Regions from separate parts of the Zea mays genome. Here region 2 is linked to region 1. Evidence: chromatin contacts called from public Hi-C data. All regions are on one chromosome and are shown on one strand. Each heading gives the region's core, a stretch centred on a gene start, on an enhancer-like site or on the middle of the called end of the contact. The rest is flanking DNA. Distances are from core to core; before and after follow the strand shown.

Region 1 (7,264 bases), core at 2,092-4,591:
AGTTGATCATTGGATCACTTGAAAGGGGTTGAGTGCAACCCTCGTCCATTGGGACGCCACAACGTGGAAATAGGCAAGTGTTGTACTTGGCCGAACCACGGGATAACTCGCGTGTCTCTTGTGATTGCTTTTCTGTGACTACTTGTGTATTCGCAAGAGCTCGCTACTTAGCCATACTAACACTTAACGAAGTTTTATTGGCTATTAGTTGTTGAATTTTACAGGATCACCTATTCACCCCCTCTAGGTGCTCTCAAGGTGTCCACGGTGCACCATGCCCTCGCCCCCTCACGTCGCTCAGCTGCCCGCCCCTACCCCCTCCGCAACAGACATCGCACGACCCTCGTCTCCCTGTCCTTGGCGCCCCAATCCCGATGACGGCGCTCACGCTTTACATGCCGATGCGCTCGTGACTGTCGCACACGCCCTCACTCGCGCTTTGCCCGCTACATCTGCCGCAAAAATGGCCACCCTTACCCGCGCCCCCGCCGTCACCTCAAGTACTGCAGCTACGACTCCTCCGGGATCGCGCTCGATGCCGACGCACAGCTCCCTCCCCCGCTTCCACTTCCCCTTCTGATGTGCGGTCGTACGCCCTGTTGCCCATGTCTTCATTGGTGCATTTGCCGGAGACCCGAACCCACCACAGTAGGTATGCCCAGCCCCTTCTCTTCCCTTCTTGTTGTGCAAATTTGAGCATTCGAACTCTAGTCTCTACTACTCTATAAGTGAAAGCTTTTTGTGGGTTTTGGTAGTTTGGATGACAACCCAATTAAAGGGCTGACAGATGTGTTAAGTGTTTAACAAGTGCTTAGTGTAAAGCTTGTAAAGTTCTGCACAAGTGTTCAAGAGTGATGGTCCAAAGGCTGAGTTGATTATGGTTATGGACATCACGAGTGAAGAGGTAAGAATATTACTTTAAAGGAGTCTCGATGTTCATATCTTGGAGACAACTGATCAAGCCAGGGATGGAAGCAATAAGAGCTTCGAGGTATCGAGTGCACGTAAGAAGGTCGAGGAACCCAAAGCCAGAGTGAAGAAAAAGACTTGCAAAGTTAAGGTTAATCGAGTTGAGAAGAGCTATGGTGCATCAAAAATCACTACTTAAGGATGTGACTTACAACCAATGAGATAACATCTATAAGTTATGTGGTGTAAGTCATGAGGTTCAAGATGTATATGAAGGTCACTAGAAGGAGGGGTAGTGTCAAAGCTAGAACCTGAAAGCAACCCAAAAGAGCTAAGTTCATTCTGACTTTTAGTTCAGGTTGTTCCTGTGTTTGGATATGTTACATGTGACCTTTATAGGATGTTGGAGCTCATAGGTGGCAATCTAGATCAAGTCTTGGAGACTCAAGGTTTTGGAGTCCAACATCGACTTCAAATAGGCCAAAAGAAGCAAAACAGCGAAGAAGGATAAGTATGCAGGTTTGACATTCAAATATGTTGTATACACCTTTTACTATGTATACGGCACTTTAGTTTTGCTCTCTAACCATGTTTGTAGAGAAAAGTGTCATTTGGAGCTCTATTTGAGGTGAAACAGAGATCCTGGATAAAAGAAGTGGAGGAGGTATGAACCCATCACTTAGTCAATTGTTTTGGTGGCTAACTATGTTTGTCTAAGTATTAGCGAACCTCTCAAAATGAGTCGATAAGAAGTAAAGGGGTTTAGCTCAAAAGATGCAACCTTGGGCTTCACTATGCTTCACCGGACAGTCCGGTGTGCACCAAACATGTCTGGTGCCTGGACTACTCAACTGGTCACTTAGTCATCCTGTTTGGCCGATGCTCGAGCATGATATAGTTCCGTCTGCCAGTCCTCCGCCACTCAGGCCGTGCGACGAGGCACTCGAGGCGCCTCCGCTGCAGCGCGCGGTCCTCGCTTGTGGGCGCATCACCGATAGTCCTCAACAAGACGGTGCCATGGCTGAAGCATTCTGTCGAGTATTGGGTGGGGCAAGTTGTTGGTGGCTGAGCCATCCTGGAGCAGCGTGTGGTTGCTCGGAATGAGGGAATCCAGATTGGAGCGGAGCATCCAATTGTGCCTTAGGTAGTCGGCCTGTCCCTCCAGCCAGCGCGCCCACCCGACGCGAAGCTGCATCTCGGTGGCCTGCGATGTGGCGACCCCCACCGTGAAGGCGGAGGCGAGAGAGTCAGCCTCGGCGTCATCGGTGTTGGCGATGGAATTGACCTCAGCGGCGACGGTGGTGACAGTGAGGAGCGGTTCGAGCGTGGCGGGGTGGTTGGCGTCGTCTTCCTCGGTGAAGCCGGTGCCATTATTGATGGTGATGCAATCGTCGATGTCCTGTTCTTCCTGGAAGTGAGCAGGATACTCGAACAACCCACCCCATTTGTCGACGATGATGCAGTCCTCGCCTTTGACGAAGAGGCCGCCCCAGCCGTCAGCGACCACGTCAAGACACTCGTGGGTCGCGATGACCTTTGCGTCTCGCTTCGTCCTCAACGCCGCGGAAGGCACAATGGCTACTGCTACCTCCAGGTCGTGGATCGACGCCGAATGGTGCACCGCTATCGACTCCCGACCGCGCCACCGTGCTTCCTGGGCAGCGAGGCAGGCACTGAGCGCGCGAAGGATCTTCGTTTGTTCCTCCAGTGTGGACTGAAGGTTGGGCTCCATATACTTCGAGACCGGTGACGTCTGATACCAATTGTTAGCACCCCTGTCCACGGATGCAGTCAGAAGTACAGAGCATCACTGGTTTTACCGATAACAGGAAGGAAAAGCAGCTAAGCAGGGAGAGGTAGAGGACTAAAAGGAAGAGGAACTCTAACCCTAGAAGAAGCTAGAGATAGGAACCAACAACTAGGAAGGAGGAAGGCGATACTGTTCTGTTCTCTTCGATCCCGTGTCGCTGTCTCTTGTAAAAGATGTTCATATACTGTTCGACGCTAAGGCCCAAGACCCATATCGTTAAACTAGGAGTAAGCATATCGTTAAACTTTAAGCTTTTAGATAATTTCTTCTTTCATCAAGAGTGAAGACCGGAGAGTAGTGTCATTCGTGCATGCTCTTTGTAGTGTTCACAGGTTGGCGAGGACACTAGGATTCAATCTCATGCATCTATTTTTCCTCATAGTTTTTAGAGGATCTTGCTATTCATTTATCAACCATCGGCGGCGAAATTGATTGTACCTTTTGGATTGATGACGTTTCTCTTTGTAGAAATTATATGTTGTATAACTATTTACGTTATATATGACAGAATTGGTATATCGTCGCTACGCATAGACATTGGGACGAGACCAAAAAGACCTACCATCCATCGCTGTTGCTTCAATGCACGATATTCTACTCTCCCACCGTCCCACGTGGCGCCACGTGAGCGTCTCCTTACGCCAACCGCGCGGTGACCACACCACCAGGCAACAAACCGCCGGAGCCTTGCGGCTTGCGCTCGTATTCGCCGCTCACCACACCCATCTGCCCTCCCGGTTTCCCTTTCCCCCCTCCTCCTCCTCAGCGTCATGATGTCCTCGACGCCGCTGTCGCAGCCGGCCACCGCCGGCGACGACGACGACGATATGGAGTCCCTCCCCCTTGCCGCCGCCTCCGACTACGCCTCAGTCGCCTCCACCTTTGACCCCCTCTTCTCCTCCACCTCCGCCACCGCCACCTCGCCCCGCTCCCCTCCCACGCGCGCCGCCGCTTTCACCCTCTCCCCGACCTTTTCCTCCTCCTTCGTTGACCCGCCCTCCTACGCCGACGCCACCGGCGCCGGCGCCGGCGCCGTCTCCTCCTCCCCGTGCTCCGCCTCCTCACCCTCCTCCGCGTCGCCGAGATCCGCGCGCGTGGCGGCCTCCGAGTACTCCTTCCTCGCCGTCTCCGACCCGGAGACTGAAGCAGAGCCTGCCGCCACCTCGCTCGTCCCCGGATCCGCGCCCACCTACGTCTCCTACCTCGTCACCAGCGTCCGCCGCGGGGACCCCGACCAGCGCCGCCATTCCGTGCGCCGCCGCTTCCGCGACTTCGTCACGCTTGCAGACCGCCTCGCCGACGCCTTCCGGGGCCATTTCGTGCCGCCGCGCCCGGACAAGAACACCGTCGAGAGCCAGGTCATGCAGCGGGACGAGTTCGTGGCTCAGCGCCGTGCTGCGCTCGAGCGGTATCTCTGGCGACTCGCCGAGCACCCGGCCATCGGCCCCAGCGACGAGCTGCGCGTCTTTCTGCAGGCCGAGGGCAAGATGCCACTGCCCGGCACCACTGATATGGCATCGCGGATGCTGGATGGTGCAGCAAGGCTGCCGCGGCAGCTCATTGCTGGGGAAGATACCGTCACCGCACCACAGGAAGTCGTGCAGCCTGCCAAGGGCGGCAGGGACCTGCTTAGGATATTCAAGGAGCTCAAGCAGTCGGTGGTAACTGACTGGGCTGGTGTCAAGCCACCCTTGGTAGAGGAGGATAGGGAGTTCCTGGAGAAGAAAGAGAAGCTGCAGGAGTGGGAACAGCAGCTCACCAGTGCGTCACAACAGGTGATCTCTTCTCCCTCAAATGCCAAAACTTTGATGTAATATGTGCCTCGTAGTTCATTGTTATGATCATGGGGTACTGAGGCAATGTATTTCTGACCTTCATCCAAAAAAGAATGTAATCATAGGTTTGGACTAAGCCAAATTTTCTTTAAGCTTGACTAGGTTTATAGAAAATAGCATCAACATTTGGATCTCCAAATAGGTTCATTACGAAATATTTTACATGATTAATTTAATGATATTTGTTACACATCATAAATATTAGGTCAAACTTGAGACTGATTGACTTATTGAAGGTGATAATTTCATTTTTCTAGGATAGAGTAATGAGTATTAGAGTATTTAATAGTGCTTCATTGTCTATTTTGAGATTAAACTTAACACCCCATCCTCCCCGTTTAAAATTAAAATAAAAAAATAAAAAACGTTTAAGCACATTGAATTCATGACATATGAGTATGTTCCATGAATCTCCTTCAGTATCATGCATCTTTCCATTTTTTCACACTAAGTTCCTACATAAATTTTATTTAATTGCAGCACTGCAATTGTAGCTAATGGTGCCTTTATGCCATGCCATCTTTGTTCTAGTAATGTTTGACCATTTTACAGTTCATTTTGATTTCTTCTATCCAGAATTAGAATAGATTGCAATGTGCCAATGTATCTCCATTTCAAGATGTTAGGATTCAGAAACGATTTAGAAAAGTCGAAACATTGTATTTGACCATCAATTTGTCAAAATATATGTATGTTTACTGCAAAATTGCTGCATCAATAGATTTGTATTTTTCATGTATATTCTAGTAATTGAAAATATAATGTAAGAAATACTAAGAGTCAAATTATAACTTCCTCCAATCCTAATATACCTTAGAAAAATAAATGGAGGGAGTAACAAAGGAAGTGGCCAAGCCTTAATACAGCATGGACCTTGAGGACTTTGTAGTATTATTCTAGTAGATTGGCATTTAATTAGTAGAGCTGGGTGATAAGGAAGGTCTGAGAAAGGAAAAACACTTTCTATGGCATGAAGAATTGGTCAAATTACAAAGAAAAAAACATATTGAGACATCTTGAAACCAGTAAGTAGTTAAAAACAATTGATTTGATAGGTTATTTGTAGACAAAGGGAGATGTAGGAGAGCTTTGGGAGTGTCTGTTTGCACCATATGCAGTAGAATATGCAATTCAATTATTATATTTGTATCATGATACCACATTAATGGTCCGTCCTGATTTTCCTCTTCACTAAGCTAAATTTTGTCCTTAGGTTGGTAGTCTCGACATGAGTTATGGGTTAGCCTGTACATGGGCCGGTTCAAAACGGATGAACCCATTAAACTAGCCCATACAAAACTGTTGTGTGATCTATGCTTAGTTTGGTTTGGGTATGGTTCAAGGCTGCTAAACCAAATGTGAGACCATCTTGGCCACCGCCGGCAGCGGTGCAGACTCATCTTAGCCGCCGATAATGCTATGGTATCGACCAAGCTGAAGGTGGAGCTAGTCAGGTGATTGTAGTCATGAGTTCCGTGGCGGTGACAACACGCTTATCCTGGCCCGCAACAATGGCTTGGTATCAAACAGGCTGAAGGTGGGACTGACTGGTATGATGGCTACCGTGGGTTTCATGATGGTAGCGACCTGCGGGTCCATCTTAGCCGGTGGCGGTGGCTTGGTGTTTTCGTGACTCGCCGTGGACTCACCGCAGCCCTCAGCGCTGGGCACCCATGACTACTTTGCGGACCCCTGGTACGTCTTCTTGTCCTCGGACACGGCGCTTGGGCGACCCCATGACTCAGTGCGCTCGTCCCCGGCGGCCGTCGCGGCCTCAGTCGTGCCCTGCCCTACGTCGTCCGCCGCACACAGAGGCTCCCTAGCGCAGCTGTCCCGTCTGTCTCCACCTCCAGCGATGGCGGTGACGCCCTCCCTCCCCCGACGCCGGCGCGGACGTGGCCCATCATCCTCTCCACCGGCGTGGGCGCAGCCCAGCACACGACCGACGACCTCATGGCGCCTGCGCCGCCGCCACCCAGGCCGCGGGCGCCTCACCCCTCCAGGCGCGGGCGCAGGTCTTCCAAGCCTCCTGTTTGCCGGTGCCGCCCCCGACACGCCTGCCGCCGGCTGCTGGCCATGGCCCTCATGACGCCTAGCTCCCTCATCGCCGTCAGCCTCTCCATGACGCCCAAGGTTATTAATGCGATAAAACGCTGAAGCGCTCATGAAAACTTTTTAACTTTAAAACGTTTAAGCGAGCTTTAAAACGTCTTTTTAAACATGGAAAAAATATGAATATAACATAATTTCACATAATAATGTAACATGTCCATAACCACACCCATACCTACCACAAATCCACAATAACACAAGTTCAAGTGTTCAACTAATAGCAACTAGCAAGTAGACAACCACAAACAAAGCGGAATGAAATGTGCAATAGTCCACAATCACAAGCATAGCACAAAAGCAACTAAAGTGGAATGCAATGTCCACAACCACAAAGGCACAAACATAGCACAAAAGCAACTAAAGTGGAATGCAATGTCCACGACTGCAAGCACACAAGCGTTACTCAATCTCCCTTATCATATCTCAATAACCATCATCCAAATCATCTATACCACCATCATTCTTGTCTTTGTCGTGCTCATCACCGTAGCCAACACTATTGTTTGTTGCTTCATCATCATAACCAAAATCAGAGGAGAATGTGAGCAGATCAGTAGGAAAGGGGAGAAGGATGAGAGCAGGGGCAGGGGCGACAAAG
Region 2 (7,264 bases), core at 1,921-4,420, 390 kb after region 1:
ATTTACTTTGTTCTTCCTAGCATTAGGAGTAGAAGTAACTTAGATCTAGTGTTAGTCTTCCTCGACCTATTCCTTCATCTCTATTTGACTCTACATCGTCTAGGGATGCCCCGAGTGGCCTACCGACCTCGAAGCACCGCCTAGAACTCTTCTTCCCGATGGGGTCCCTCCTGGGATGTGAGATCTAAGGTTCTCCACGGAGAAGAAGACGCTATGTGCCATCACGGACCGTCTGAGCCCTGTGTGGGGAATGTCTGGTGTGACACGGAGAGGAGAAGCTCCTGCAGCAAGGTCGCGGACCGTCCGCACTCCCGTAGAGAGCGCAACATGGTCCCGGTCCTGAATCAGAGCCAACATTAAGACAAAGGACGCAAGATTTAGACTGATTCGAGCAACCTAATCATTGTACCCTATGTATGTATGGGGTGGTTGATGCTTGTATTGAGTAATGAGTATAGGTGAGTTGGTGTCGTGAACTGGTGTCTTGAGTTGCTTCTAGATTTGTCCTAGATGATGTATAATGTCTAGGTATCAAAAAAAACTCGACCGGGAAGAGAAAGATCGTCCTCCCGATATTATATTAAGAAAAACTAAAACATGGCCCCACCTGAAAAATCCCCGAACACTGGTCCCCCATCACTAGCAGGCTGTCACCGTCCACTCTGCAACGGCCCCGCCGGAGGGTGGCGCGCAAGACGTAACCCAGGAGCGGGCAGGTCACAGCGAGGAGATTTTTTAATCGAGCCCGAAATTCGTCCTCAAGAGGATCAAACCTATAACCTAAAGGTGCTACTCAAATGTTTTAACCATTACGCTAGAGACCAGCCATACCTTTATGTGCCTAGCTCTCTAACCAATTAGAACTTCATCATATTAGTCGTACCAAATACATTGTCTTATACCATATCTCTTCTAGGACGTGTACATGAGTCAGATATTTAGTTTTTATAGGCTCAAGGAATTCTGTGTGACGTACTTCCCACACCGGGTAAAACTCTTCCAGGTCTGTTTTACCATATATCTATGAAAAAAGCATACTCCCACGGTACAATAAGGGCATGTACAATGCTTAGACACCAAAACGGTTCTCCAAGTATAATAGACAACTAAGAGACTCTTTCATACAATGGAGTGTCTATAAATGCAGTCTGTTAATAAATGCATATGTAGAGTAGACTTAAAAACACTCTTGATCAAATGTGCACACACATTTTGTATCCATATATATATATATATATATATATATATATATATATATATATATATATATATATATATTCTTTCAAAAACGTAAAATTTACAATAAATATATCATATAGAAACTAATTTTATCATTATGAATCTTTCCCTGCATTTCAAGAGCCTTCATACGATTGTCTGCAACATTGTTTTGAATTTTTTCAAATCTATCAAGCTCCTCCACATTTATCGCACTCGCTTTATATTTTCCTTTTGCTTCAAGTGCAGCTCTTTTAGCTGCCTTCTGTCCCATTGGTCGAGGAAGGTCCACATCTTCTAGTCCTCCTCCTTGTGTGCTGCCATTCTCCATCTCCTTCCTCTTGCCATGGATATTATTGTTATAACTTATCCACTTAGCCTCGTTACGAACCATGTACCAAACATTCATAAGCTGAAAACGTAATCCTTTGTTCTCATCCTCAAAAAATTTATGTGCTTTATCTAACCACATTTCATCCGAGTATCCACTGGTGTAAACCCTCCTAGCTTTCACCCAACAATCATTGAACGAATTTGTCAATTTATTGATTTTGTGCCATCTATCTTTAACCTGCTTAGCAGTCCTCCATCTATTCTTGACAGTAGCTTGATTGTACTCCTGCATCACATCCGTCCAATATTTGTCAGACTTCTTGTTGTTTCCACCAATTGGGTCGATGGAGTGTTTGAGCCAAGCACTCATCTGCATACAAAGAGAATTTGTAAGTACAATGTGAAGCAGCTATAAAATTGACAAGTTAAATAATGAAAATACCACTCTCCCATCTTCCTCTGATTTCCATATTAGCTTGGCCTCAGTCCTAACTTCTTCATCTCCATCGTTTCTATCATTGTCTACAGGGTTGTCATGTGATTCATCCAATTGTGTGACATGTGATGTTCCTCTAACAAAATGAGAATTCTGACCCATCATATAATTTATGAACCCATCAGAGCTGAAAATAATTCACAAAAAGGAAGATGTAAGCCTACATACTGCATTTGTATAATTAAAACAATCTATACAAACAATCTGCACTATCAAATAATTCTGTTGAACACCCGAGCACACAGCCATACGTACTGGACAATGTATACAAGCAAATTTCTGTTCAGAAAATGAATTTCATAGTGAATATGTTTTCAGAACAATGTATACAAGCAAATTTCTTTTCAGAAAATGAATTTTGGAACATGAACAATGTGTACTGCATAAGCTTACTGAATCCATACAAGCAACTCCATACTGAACAAGGTTACCAGCAGCATGACTTACCTATGAAGCAAATCCGAATAAGTTGAAGAAGGTCCTGATGCCATAGATGAAGCAGAGCTAGCAGATGAGAATGGGCCGAATGAGGGGCGACTGCCAGGGGAAGGGCCACCGCGGGGGGAAGAGCTGTGGATGCCGGAACCCAACTGAAATCCAGGGCCGCTGCTCAGGGAAGAGTGGAATCCAGCACCGCTGCTCGGGGAAGAGTGGAATCCAGCACTTGTTGGAGATCCGTCGATGCCGACCGAATGGAGCCCGACGCTGCCGTTGGACGAGCCATGAACACCAGTAGGGGACGGGAACCGGGTCGCAGCGGTGTTGGAAGGTGCCACAAAGGGCCGGCGACTGGAGGCCAAGCGCTGAGCGGCGGCAGAGGTCTGATGGCCGGTGGATCTCTGCATGGTTGCCGCCGGTTCAGAGAAGGTGCAGAGGTAAGATTTGGGAGAGAAAATAGAGGGAATAAGGAGAGGAAGTGATTTAGCACCTGGATTTCGCGCCAAAAACAAAAATTGGTGGCGCGGCCGCACAGGATCTGCAAGAGACGGCCGGAACTCGTACAATCGGAAGAGGCGGCGTCGGTTCTTGCTAGGGACGGGAGCCAAAGACGTCTCTCCACCAAGCACCGGCTGCAGAGATTTTTTTTAGAAAACCCCCTGGAGACAGATGTGGAGACGCTTGATTAAATGGCGTTGTACACGCCCTAAGTCCATGTATTGGTTGGCCAAGTAGCGCACACAGTCTCCAAAACTAGTAGCTGGAGTACAGTTTAACTCCACCTTAAAGTTTATCTGCTTCGACCTCCCAACTCGCACTCGATTGAGCCGTTGCTTTGGGCGTTCCATACATAAATCGCCATCGCGGCATCGGGCCAAGCGCGAAATTATTGCGAGTTTGCTAGCCCCAACCACACCAACACCACCCGCTCCGCGTGGCCATCTTCCTCCTCGTCTCCACTCTCCACTGCAAGAGCTAGACGAATTAATGCTGAGGCGTCTAGCTCTTCCCTCGCCGGCACTGGCCGCATGCTAAGGCGAGAGTGGCCTTCTTCTCATGACCAGTGCATGGTTGGTCCGGGCGTACGTTCCCATGTTGCTCCGTAGCAGAATCTCGTCGGCGTCCATGGAGAAGACGCGCCGTCACCGGGTGCTGGCTGTGCTGCTGCTGCTGGTGGTGGTGCTGGTCTCCGCTCTCCCTGATCTCGGGAGCTGCCACAAAGATGATGCCGGACAAGGTATGTCAAGGCAGTGCGTCTCTATCTGTTGTCTCTCTTCGTGTGTCTATGTGAGTATATATGAGATAATTGGGCAACCGCTCCATGGGCATGGATTACCTTAATCATTGGGTTCTCCTTTTAATAACATATTCGGCTGATGCTAACTGGCTGTAGGAGGAACTACGAACCCAGAGGAAGATATGGTCTCTGTCTCCGAAGCTAGGTGAGATCTTCTTTCAGCTAATCCTGAGCCGGACCGGTTGTCCGATTCTAGTTTTCTTTGAGCATTCCAGATTCGGACAGTTCTCCTAAAAAATAGGGTTTTTTAAGCTGATGCTCTCGGATTTTCTGGTGTGCTTATTTTTACCTTTAGTCGTGTTTTTTTCTCAGTTTATATAAGTACTGGTTTGGAAGTATTCCCGAGGATAGTGAAATTAGCTCAATTTCTCCTGTGAATTCCTGAGGGAATTTAATTTTCTAAACTAACCTAAGTGTTTTTAGCTCAAACATTGGTGTTTAGCTACCGAACAGGGATGGCATTAGGCCCCGCTCTTTTTTTTCTTAATCTCTACTATATAAAGTATGACTTCTCACTTTTTTACCATTATCTTGCGTCACACGATAAAATTATACACAAGTGAAGGTTTAATCATTGGTTATTTACTCTTTATTCTCACATATAACCAACAAAACATATATTTTTTATGTTTTATATTCTATAATCAAACATAATATAAACAAAAGTCTATATAAAAGGCGTATCAAGGCATCTAACTATGCTAGCTGAAAAGCCAATACCGATTCAGCTTTGACTTCTTTCATGTAGCAGATGACACATCTTCAGCGCCATGCCTTTCAGTTTTCACCTGGAAACAGCGAATAGAAAAAATCAATGCGGATCACCTGTATATTCGGCACACCTATATATCTACCCTTCATGCATGGATCACATTTCACAAACTGTACGTAGTACCAACCAACAACTACACTACTGTCGATAGAAACAAGGATGGGCTTGGAATCATCCATCCATCCATTGGTTGTCAGGAATTGACAGCTGAACCAACGACACACACCAAGGCACCAAGCAGCCTCATCCCTCAGATGATGATGACACATCGACGCTTCTCAGATTGTTCTGCGCCTCTTGTGCTCACACTCCTTTTTGCCTCCGCTCAATTATTGCCTTATTGGCAGCAGGACAACCCACCACGGTGACCGGACCAGGAAATTCCTGCACGAGCAGCAGCAGCAGAACAGGTACTGGTCCGGGGATTTCGGCGACAAGGTGTCGTCGTTGACAGACTCCAGCCAGTACCCTCCAGACAGTGGAGGCAGTTCTTCTCAAAGCCCAGCGTCGACGTTCAAGCCAGACCAGTGGCAGCCATGGCTACCGTGGGCACCCAAGGCCCCGCCACCGATGAGCGTTCCTCCAGCGCAGGCCCCGGCACCTTTCCCCGCGGGGGTGGTCTCAAACCCTGGGCACAGCATCGCGCTGCCCCCGCAGCCGGCGGTGGTGGTGCCGGCCGACGCCGGCAGTAGGCCGGCGGTGGGTGCCGGCGTTCCGGCTGGAGGAGCGGGAGCGAGGCCGCGCTCTGGCGGTGTTGGCAGGCCTGTCTACGCCATGGCTGCGGCCGGGGCCTCCCTCGCCGCGGCCGCGGCCGTGGCGCTCCTCGTCCTCTGCTACCGGTCCAGCAGCGTGGTCACCGTCAGGCCCTGGGCGACGGGGCTCAGCGGGCAGCTGCAGAAGGCGTTCGTCACGGGCGTGCCGTCGCTCAAGAGGTCGGAGCTCGAGGCCGCGTGCGAGGACTTCAGCAACGTCATCGGCTCCCTGTCGGATTACATGGTGTATAAGGGGACGCTGTCCACCGGCGTGGAGATCGCCGTGGTGTCCACCACCAAGAACTCTGCCAAGGAGTGGTCCAAGCACTGCGAGTCACAATTCAGGAAGAAGGTTCAAAATAAAATAAATGCTGCCACTCTGAGACTGTCCATCCGATATACGTGCTTGCTCAGCATCAAACTAGTAACAAATCAGCTGACATCAATAGCTAGAGTAGTAATATACTAGCGATGCAAATCTTTCACTTTCAGATAACAAGCCTGTCCAGAGTGAACCACAAGAACTTCGTCAACCTGCTGGGCTACTGCCAGGAAGAGCAGCCGTTTACGAGGATGATGGTGTTCGAGTACGCTCCAAACGGCACGCTCTTCGAGCATCTGCACGGTAGTCACTCGGCTGCACTGGACTGCATTGGAGGAGCTCTTTGTGTTGTGTTGTTTGACAAGGTGTTCTGCATGCGCTGCAGTCAGAGAAGACGGTTACCTGGACTGGCCCACTCGCCTGCGCGTGGCGGTCGGCGTCGCCTACTGCCTGGAGCACATGCACCAGCTGAGCCCGCCGGAGATCCTGCGGGCGCTGGACACGTCCACCATCTGCCTCACCGACGACTTCGCGGCCAAGATCTCCGACGTCTTCTTCTGCGACGAGCCCCGCCGGCAGGAGGGGAGCCTGTCCCTGTCGGCGCTGTCGGACCGGGAGAGCGTGGTGTACAGCTACGGGATGGTGCTGCTGGAGACCATGACCGGCCGGTTCACGGCGTCCGACGGCGGCCTGCTAGAGGCCTGGGCCGCGGCCTACCTGAGAGGGGAGCGGCAGCTCCGGGACGTGATGGATCCCGCCCTGCGGCGGTCCTTCCACGCCGCCACCGTGGACAGGCTGGACGGCGTCATCAGGGGCTGCACCGACCGGGAGCCCAGGAGGCGGCTGACCATAGCGGAGGTCGCCAAGCGCCTGAGGGAGATCACTGCCATGTCACCCGACGCGGCCACCCCCAAGGTTTCGCCGCTGTGGTGGGCGGAGCTGGAGATCATCTGCGCAGAGGTCAACTGAGGTCAACCTGAGACGGACGTGCCAATGTTTGTCGTGAAAAGGCTGTTTCGTGGTAGATACACAGGTTGCTTCTTTTTGATATTTTTATTTTTTAGGTTTATGTTGAAGTTTGTGTCCATCTGTACATATGAACAAAATGAAGTGTGCAACCAAGCTGATTGTTTTAAAATATTATTTTAATAATTAATTATTAAAAAGAATTGCAAAAGTTGTACGATTTCAAGATCTGTCTGTCTTAAGAGCTGGTTCCAACCTTCATAGGTAACGATATCTCTTCGCAATTTATTTGAGCTCTTAACAAATTTTAGTTAAAAAATGAATAGAAATAAATATCGGTCCTAACTTGATTGATCCTTAAAATTTATAGTGTAAGATTTAGAGCCGATTACCATCCATAAGTGAGTGAGTGGGTGGGCGGTCAGTACTGGCTCCACTTCAATATTGATAGGTTTGGATGAGTAGGGTTATAATGGCTAGATTCTTTTAAGACTTGAGAATCTATAAAGAGTAAAATACAGTAGAGGTCATCGATCTTGCTATAATGTCACTTGTCATTGAACTTATAAAATCAACAAAGTGGGTTCTTTAACTTTGTCGGCCCATACAAAACCATCTAAAATCATGTTTGTTCATATCGGATGTGACGTGCCATGTTGGAGTTACCTAA

The links. Hi-C and Micro-C count contacts between places; a contact is called where the count stands out from the background.
Region 2: a contact with region 1 is called in a Hi-C map of ear, with 1.8 times the contacts expected there. The contact joins the promoter of LOC103631498 here to the promoter of LOC103630267 in region 1. A contact is called at or near these places in 2 of 25 Hi-C or Micro-C datasets (ear and tassel).

Annotation. Positions count from the first base shown.
Region 1 is chr6:152,047,954-152,055,217 of Zm-B73-REFERENCE-NAM-5.0, forward strand. It overlaps LOC103630267 (sorting nexin 2B), which reads left to right and starts at 3,342. Exons shown (of 5, transcript XM_008651332.4): 1 at 3,342-4,494. The coding sequence starts at 3,490.
Region 2 is chr6:152,435,902-152,443,165 of Zm-B73-REFERENCE-NAM-5.0, forward strand. It overlaps LOC103631498, which reads right to left and starts at 3,171. Exons shown (of 3, transcript XM_020539538.2): 1 at 2,495-3,171; 2 at 1,994-2,174; 3 at 1,286-1,921. The coding sequence starts at 2,892. The coding sequence ends at 1,298. LOC100281100 (ATP binding protein) reads left to right here and starts at 3,397. Exons shown (of 5, transcript NM_001363939.1): 1 at 3,397-3,722; 2 at 3,879-3,927; 3 at 4,905-5,658; 4 at 5,799-5,931; 5 at 6,014-6,794. The coding sequence starts at 3,542. The coding sequence ends at 6,597.